Regions from separate parts of the Triticum aestivum genome. Here region 1 is linked to region 2. The links are chromatin contacts, called in public Hi-C maps. All regions are on one chromosome and are shown on one strand. The core of a region is the stretch at or near the end of the contact, and the rest is flanking DNA. Distances in the headings are between cores, read along the strand shown. Region 1 holds the start of LOC123092956. Region 2 holds the start of LOC123092953 (protein OBERON 4).

Evidence for each region. A called contact is a pair of places that touch in the nucleus more often than the background predicts.
Region 1: a contact with region 2 is called in a Hi-C map of leaf, with 7 times the contacts expected there. The contact joins the promoter of LOC123092956 here to the promoter of LOC123092953 in region 2. A contact is called at or near these places in 2 of 5 Hi-C or Micro-C datasets (both in leaf).

What each region holds. Positions count from the first base shown.
Region 1 is chr4B:504,669,878-504,673,993 of IWGSC CS RefSeq v2.1, forward strand. LOC123092956 reads left to right here and starts at 2,408. Exons shown (of 1, transcript XM_044514818.1): 1 at 2,408-2,944. The coding sequence starts at 2,480. The coding sequence ends at 2,842. It overlaps LOC123092954, which reads right to left. Exons shown (of 5, transcript XM_044514817.1): 5 at 2,990-3,641. The coding sequence ends at 3,291.
Region 2 is chr4B:504,269,450-504,274,072 of IWGSC CS RefSeq v2.1, forward strand. It overlaps LOC123092953 (protein OBERON 4), which reads right to left and starts at 3,148. Exons shown (of 4, transcript XM_044514816.1): 1 at 1-3,148. The coding sequence starts at 2,648.

The sequences.
Region 1 (4,116 bases), core at 1,158-3,657, 400 kb after region 2:
CCCGAAACGCTTACGGATCCTCTTGGAACTATTCCAAATATTAATGAAACAATTCCAAAAATATATTCTCACCACTCTCGTCCTACTAATACTTAGCAGATCATGATTTACTTAACCTTGTGACCCCGTAGGTTCGGTAACTCACAGACATGAATGAAACTGTTTGTTCAATGACCGACAACGGAACCGTCGATGTCCATATCGGTCCCTATGAGCACACGAATGATACTCGAGTAAAGCTTTGGTTATCATGTGATGTTCCCTTTGCTTCGCAATACTGTACAAAACACGGGATGCATCGATATCCTCTTGAGTCATAACTATGCTAGCTATACCGATATCCTCGTTACTGGTTTTGTTCACTTTTCTCGTTATCGTGTTCCAGCATCCCCGTGACGAAGTCACCTATGTCTGGCCGGACAATGATGGATATCGTCACACCGAGTGGGGCCTAATAATATATATCCATCGTTGGAGGAGCAAGACCCTCTCTCGAGCTATCTAGTCCCTTGTCAAACTTTCTGATGAATCTGTAAGTTGTCGTTATGATCACCGTGTTCGAGGTGACATTTGAGCAACCCCAAAGCCTACCATGTGGTAAGAAGTGACTACGATACTCTCATGGTCTAAGGAGCAAAATCACAAGCTAACACTCTGTGTTATTACAATTGATTACCGACGATATAATCTCAATTCATAACAAACAAGTTTGAGTTGATTGAATACGATCGTTCTTCCAACGTCATAATCTCAATGTTGTTTCAAGACTATAATTACACTTAACGATATCCTAAGATCCAGAAAACATGATCACCAACAACACTTGAGCTAGTCTTAGAGGCGAGACTAGGAACCTTTATTTTATGCATTTATCATTTCACACGTGCATATGAGTTTTCCATTGAATCACATATTTTACGAGCGGTTATAGCATATAATAAAAACACATAATTATGAATATGAAAATATAATAATACAATAGTATTGCCTCTAGGGCATATTTCCAACAAAAAACCGCCCTCAAGTTGGACTCACCACACTCTTTTGCCAAAAATCCCCACATTTCCATTCACAATTTTTGGCTTTCTCGGGACTTGTCTAAAAATTTTCATTTACCCCTCTCTGAAGAGGCTTTTGCACAGTATCTGAGCTAGCTCACCAAATCCAAGAGGTGTAGTTAGTGGAAGATTCAAATATTTGGCAAATCCCAGCTGGAGCAAAGATTCCAAGTTTCCAAGATTTATTCCCTTCTTATTGGGGAACATGAGGTTATGTTTGCAATTAAATGGATTTGGGATTCTTGTTGCCAATTGAAACACAAGATTTTCCTTTGGCTGCTCCTTCGCAATAGATTGAACACAAGAGCAATGTAGCAGAGCAAGCACTTTTTGATCCTAGATTATAGTTGCGCCATGTGAGCATGTTCTTTTTTTGCTGCCCATTAGCAAAGGTAAGCTGGTCTCATCTTTATCCTAACTGGAGGCCTACTGATGAAGGATTGCATGTTGAAATTGACGGCCTTGCTAAACGTTCCCTTCGCATTTGAAATCGTTATCCTAGCTTCTTGGGCCATCTGGACCACAAGAAATGACAACATCTTCAAAGGGATTTGTTTAGAAAAGGAGGATTACCCTCGACCTCTACATTAGAGTGATGCATGCAGCCCTTTATTAAGAAAAGTGATTGAAAAGTCTGTGATCCAGAACAAGCTCGCTCAGAGCTGAAGAAAAATAAAAAAAGTATAATACGCCACAGCCGGCGAAAATGGAACGAGATGACTAAACACCTATCCTATTACTAGACCGCCATCCAAACCAGTTGTAGATAACCCGAGCTACCATCTTCCATCGGACAGACCCAGTAACCAAAGACTCCCTAGCTTTTACAGGAGTGAGTAACAACCACATACGGATCCAAGCAGTGGCTCTGTAGATAATCTGCAAAAAAATTATACAAGTTTGTCTGTTATACATCCAACATCTTCAAAGGGATGACCCCAAGCCCATACCGTTGTCACAAATGATTCAAGGACGAGCTCCATTGGTTTACATACAGAGCTACGAGGAAACAATACTCAACTTTTGAAGATTGGGTTAATAGATTCGATTAATCCAGATGGATTCTCTCACTTGTATGAGATGCTTATACCATTGTAACCTATGGCTTTGTTATGTTGTTTTATTCTTTTATTCATTGAACTCTCCTCTTTTGTATTACTTTTTTTTAAAGCAGTAGAATCCTTCTGTTCCCTCAAAAAAAAAAATCTAGTGTGATTTTGACCAAGTTGTACAAAATATCTCGAGAGTATGAGCTTGCTTGGGCCAACTGCCAGCCTGCTTGCCGCTAAATGACACGCCTAGTTGTCACTGTCTTCCCTTCTCCTCCTCCCGTAGTCTTGAGCTACTTATCCTCTCGTGTTGGAGAACTCCACATAACCTGATCACACCTCCAGTACTCCTCCTCAAGATCGCAGCATGCAATGGCCTCCCTTACCACCATCACCGCTCCACATCTGTCCCCAGCCTTGACACGACGGCGCAACGCCGCCGTGCCTAGGCGAAGACCCTCCTTCCGCTGCCAAAACCGCCCCCCGACCGAGCCGCCGATCGGCGGCGACGGAGGAGGAGGAGGAAAGAAGAGGGCGTGGTGGGTGACCATGGCCGAGAGGGCGCACAGCGGCGTGGTGAAGGCGGGGATGGACGTGCGGGAGAGCCTGAGCCCGAAGCAGAAGGGGGACTGGAAGGACGTGGCGCTCATGAGCCTCTCCTTCGCCGTCTACGTCTACATCTCCCAGAAGATCGTGTGCACATACTGCGCCTGGGTCTCCATGATGAATCACTAGCTCAAATTCCTAGATATATTTAGCGCCAACAAAGCATCTGCTGTTATCATTGTACTTGTAGTTCATCACTCTAGATGATCTAAGAAACTTTTTCTCGTGCAAGACATGATTCTGAGTTGAGAAGTTGCATATCGCCAGATCTTGGAAGAAGCAGGAAACAAAATTGCCAATTAATCTCAGGAAAAAAAGAGGCATTCGCCTTACATACACCTCTGACTGATCGCGCCTATTCCTCGACACTGTACTACGCAAAGTAACTCCGTCCCAGCTGAGCTCAGTGGCTACTCACCACTACAGACCTGACTGACGAGAAGTCAGTCGTGGTGATTACTTATTAGATTAGCAGTAGTAAATTACTTTATTAGAGGCTAAACTAAACTAAAGTGACAGAGTTCATCTCTCCCCACTCCTGCCGGAAACCTTGGTTCCAGAAGAGGATGGTCAGCGCTCACCGCTGCCGCCGCGGCAAGGCGATGTTGCCGATGTCCTGCAGCGGCGAGCGCCTCGGGACCACGCTGGGCGAGTGCTTCACGCGGCAGATGAGCACGTGCTTCTCCTTCTCCTTGCCGCCGTCCTGCTGCTGCTGCTGCTGCTGCTGCGGTGGCCGGTGGTGGTGCTGAGCCCTGGCTGCCCGCGGGTTCTCCATCCTGCAAGCCTCAGACCATGCCCGGCTGGGCAGGTTTGGGGTGGGGAAATGGGATTTGAAGGTGTGCAGCTTGCCTTGGAGCTCCGAGACCTTCTTCTGGAGCTCTTCAGCATGCTGTTCCGACGCCTGCGCGCGTTGTTTCCACTCCAGCATCTGGTGAAATGTTAACAAGGATTTTCTTCAGATAACAACATCACTGGCTATAATATGAGCATCTGAAAATGGGTGTGTTCAACTCATTCTGAAACTTTTATTGAAAAGAAAACTCATTCTGAAACTAGAGATTTTCCCAGAGCCTTGAACATGCAGTCCATTCCAAATAAAACTGGAAAGCAGTGTGTCTGAACTTGCACTTTAGTATATAAAGACTTGTTCGTCATTGGATTCTGACAGGTTTTCACTTTCAGTTTCAAACAAATTCAGCACCAACCGAAATTCAGTGAATTTCAGCTATTTCGGCTTGCGTTTCGGTCAAAAGACCAAAATGTTCACTTGAATTCAATTAAATATTTGATTTAAAAAAAAACTGGATTCATGTGTACTACTGAAATTGCTGAAATATTTTGCCCGAAAGTTAAATATTTCAGCGACTGCTGAAATTTATGAAATTCAGTGAATTTCATCGAAA
Region 2 (4,623 bases), core at 1,898-4,397:
CCAACCAAAGTGGTATCTGACAAATGACCATTTTGGAGTGCTTTCTGAAGTAGCGGGGTAGGGTTCCCTTTCTCAGTAGATATGTTTGAGGACAACTCTACTTGCCATCCTGTGCTGTTGCTCACCTGATCAACTCCTTGAAACAAAGGTTTACTGCCTACTGAATGCTCACAATTGTCCAATGACCGTTGAGTATGTGAGAAACTAGGGTTGCGAACAAATGCTTGAGAATTGGTCAATGATACAGAAGCTGTTATTCCATCTGAATTTGTGCAGAATGATGATGATGACGACGACAACTGAGAGCATGGTCCATGGGCTACAGAATCAGGTCTGGGAACAAAACTTTTGAATTCAGGATCCTGTAAACCACCTGACAAGCTTAGTGAAAGATCAAGTCTCCCTATCTTGAGTGTGTCATCTTCCTGCTTTCCGGAAGTAGTGCTTGTAGATTTCCATGCTTCTTTTTGGTCTGTGTCAGGCTGCAATCCTATGTCAAAACCTCTCCCCACTAAAGTACCACCACCTGCCTTATTAAGGACATCAAATGCTATACCCTTTCCTTTATCCTCAGCCCTTGGCTTCTCCATAATCAGATCCAAAGTCGTTCCCTCTTCCTCAGTATCCTTAATATGGTCCTTGGATGGCTGAAGGAAAGCACCAGTACCTGCAAGTTTGGCCTCCAGATCAACATGTATTACTTGTTTCGCAACGATTTCATTCTCAACTGCTTCTTCTTTTTCTTCTACAACTTCAGTTTTGTCAAGCGCAACTCTATTTTCACAACCGTACCTCTCGAGTCCCTCTTCCACTGGCTGGGATGCGATAGATTCAGTTGTTTCATCAATCTTCTTGTCTCCAACATTTCCTATTTCAGTTTCTTTAATTTCTTGAGACTCTTGGCACAGAGAAGTCATGACATCTTCCTGGAGCATAGTAGATGAGCTGCTCTTTCCAGCTACGTCAGGCGCATTGGCGGTTAGTTCTTTCGTGGTTACTGTCTCATGCATTGCTTCCTCCAGCATAACGGATGAGTTGCTATCTCCTAGCAAATTAATGGTATTAGCAGTTAGCGGTGTGTCGTCTTCATGCACCACTTCCTTCGGCATACTGAAAGAACTGACCTCTTTTGGCGCATCTGCAATATTGGCAGCTACATCTACATATTTCACTTCCTCCTGCATCGCCCCCTGCAGGATACTGGATGAAGCGCAATTTCCAACACCGCCACCGCCATTGACGTTTCCATCTGTTGCTTCTTTAGGAAGAACTTTCTGCAGCGTAGTCGATGAACTGCCAATCCAAACAATATCATCATCACTAGCAGCCTCGCCTAATGCCATTACTACCTCCTGCAGTGATTCTTTTTGTATGCTGGATGAAGTGCCCTTCTCAACATCATTGACAGCAATGGCAGTTTCAACTTCTGTTGTCACTTCTTCCATGGTAGTCTCCACTTCTTCCATGGTAGCCTCCTTCAGGATACCAGATGAAGTGCTCTGCACACCCACATCAGCAGCGTTGGCACCATCTTGTCGTGTAACCACTGCGTCATGCCGCGCTTCCAGCTGCATAGCGGAGGAAGTGCTCTGTCCACCTTGATCAACAGCACTGGCAGCTTCATCTCCTCCACACACTTTCTCTGTGACATCCGATGCTAATTTCTCATGCTGCGTGTTTGTTACTTTCCCCATGACATCCGATGCTGATTTCTCATGCTGTGCGTTTGCTACTTTCTCTGTGACAACCGATGCTGATTTCTCATGCTGTGTGTTTGCTACTTTCCCTGTGACATCCGATGCCGATTTCTCATGCTGTGTGTTTGCTACTTTCCCTGTGACATCCGATGCTGATTTCTCATGCTGCGTGTTTGTTACTTTCCCTGCTTCTGCAACTGCATCATCGCTGATCTTCCCTTTCTCCTTCCCCAAGTTGTCGGCAGCTTGAGTTCTCAAATCCACTCTTAGTCTCAGCCCAGGAGAATCCACTTTCTTCAACTCGCATCTCTTACTAGTTCCCTTGTCATCAGGACGGCCTGAGTCAACCCACTTCTGATGCTCCGCGGCGGATGGCGGAGGCGGGGCTTTGGCGTCCGGATCTGGCGCGACTTCCCCTTCCTCGATCTCACCGGCGCCGCAGTTGTGCTTCCTCAATTTGTCCCCCTTGGGACCATCTATCCTCCTCCTGGGCTCACTAGGAGACCGGCGAGGGGGCGTAGGCGGCGACGGCGCCTGCCGCCTGGTCGCAGACTTGTGGCCGTCCAAGCCGTGCGGATCCCTCCAGGGGCCACCGGGACGCCGCCACGCCGAGCCGCCGCCGCCGCTGCCGCTGCCGCTCGCATCCCAGCGCGACCGGTCGCGGTCGGCGCGGAACCCCTTGGGGAACTCGCGGCGGAAGCCGGAGAAGCTCTCGGAGCGGTGCATCGCCCGGTCCCCGCCATAGCCCCGCGGTGAGGGGGAGTCCCGGTAGCGGTGGTCGTAGAACCTGCCGCCGCCGAAGCCGGTCCGGCGGTCGAACTCGTCGCTCTCGTACTCCGCGGGGCGGCGGCGCGGCGGCAGCGGGGACGGCGGGCCCCCGCGGTCATAGAACCTCCGCCTGTCGCCGTCCGGGTCATCGTCGTCGACGTAGGACGACCGCTGGCGCTTCATGCCAGATCGGCTCGCCGAGAAGGGTGAGGGGCTGCTGCTGAGGAGAGATAAGGAAGGAGCGGGTGGGCGTGTACGGAGAAATGCGTGCGCGAGGTGGCCGCTGCTGCTCGCGTCGCCTCGGCTTGCGTCCTTCCGGCTCACTCCTCCCCTCTTCCTCCCTCCCCCGGCTCTCGCTCGCTCTCGGCCACTCCCCTCCTAGTCGCGGTCAACGGGCGTCACCCAGATTTGGACCCGGGTCTCAGAGCCGGCCGGCCATGCTTCCTCCTCTCTTTTTTTTTTACCGCCGACGGAGCGCGGTGCAGGAGGCCCGTGGTTTCTGACGCGCGGGAGTCGCTCGGCCGGGGCCCACCTTCGTAGATGGTAGTAAGCGCAGCGGATCCGGCGCCGAACAGGGGACGGGGGCCGGGCGTCGTGGCGCGGTGGCGCGTGGCAGGGCGGGGCGAACGGCGATGGTGGACTCGTGGGGGTGGATGTGGTGGGTTGGTGGCGCGCTGGGGATGCGTCTGGGGCGATGATGGGTCATGTCGTGGAGGCCTCGGGTGGCGTGGTGCGGTGGTCTGATCTCTTATGTGTGAGCCAGAAAGGTCAGCTTTTGACTGGCGTTTGCGTGCAGACGATAGCGTGGGCATCAGCGTCTCCCGACCTCCGCACTGGTGACTTGTCCCGTCGTCCCCGCAAATCCAGATTCCAGTGAAGTGGAGCCAATCGGCCAAGTGGAGCTCTACCACAGACTTCGATTTGATTCGAAGGGGAAAATGGAGTTTGCAATGTTGCGTGCTTCTCCCACCAGATTTCTGAATTTATTAAGAAGGGGTTCTTGATTTTTTTTCTCAAGGTGAGAGCAACTGCGGAGACCGGAGTTTACCAATTGGCAATTGTCAATTGCTTGACGAAAACAACAAGCCACCAGTTTTTCCTCCGTCCGGGGGCTAGTAGAAGCTGACTACTCCTCCACTAGTTTATTCTCTAAAGTTTGCTTGCATTCGGGATTACAGGTTCTCTGTGTTTCTTTAAAACACTACTAGGGAATCATGAGTGGATGTTGAACATGTAATGAAATATTTCATCATCCTTAGAGTATCTACAGCCGGACGCCTCAAACCTCCCTCATATATCCGATCGGATGGCCCGATCAGTGATCGATAAAAAAAGTCAACCACACGGGCGCCTCAAACCGGGCTCAAATGCCCGAGCTGACCGGCACCCTCATATCCAGCCCAAATGTAGGGCGGATACAGAGAGGCCCGGTCGCGACCGGGCGCGTCCGTTGGCGGTGCAAAATACCGTCACATCCCTCGGTAGGGGTCCAAGCGCAGCTGGAAGTCATGAATCGGAGGTCACACGAGGAATTTATCCAGGTTTGGGCCTCCGGAGAGTAATACCCTACGTCGTGCTGGTTTTGATGATTGATAATGGAGGGATACCTCATGGGAGGGATTACAATGGTGAATGAGATTGCTACCGAGAGTTTCCTATATGTGGATAGATGATGAATGAGGATCTTAGACCTCCCTTTGTATAGGCAAGAAAGGTCTAGGGTTACATGGCACATGCGATCTCGGGCGTTGCCGCCCTCTAGTCTTGAAGATCACGAATGTCGTCTTCGCCTCCTAGGGTTTGCTCCTTTTATTGGGCCTAGCAGGCCCCTTGTGTTCGATGAGGCCGGGCTCCCTGGCAATAGTCATCCCCGGTACAGGACCCCATCAATAGCCCCCGAGAGTGGCAGAGGTTGGGGAGGGTGGCCGCAAGACCTCCGGCGGGCTCCCGCACTTGCTTGAAATCTTCTCAAGTTTTCTCCGGGCATGGAGGTCGGACGATGGTCTGCTTGAGCCTCTGGTTCACATGAAGCGCCTTTCGGTGTAGTCAACTGGATTCTTGTTAGGATTCCTATGGATCTTGGGGTGGAGCGGTGATGCCGCTGCGACTGCCGCATTAATTTTTCTACAACAAGAGGGAACTTTCTGAACCGGAGAAG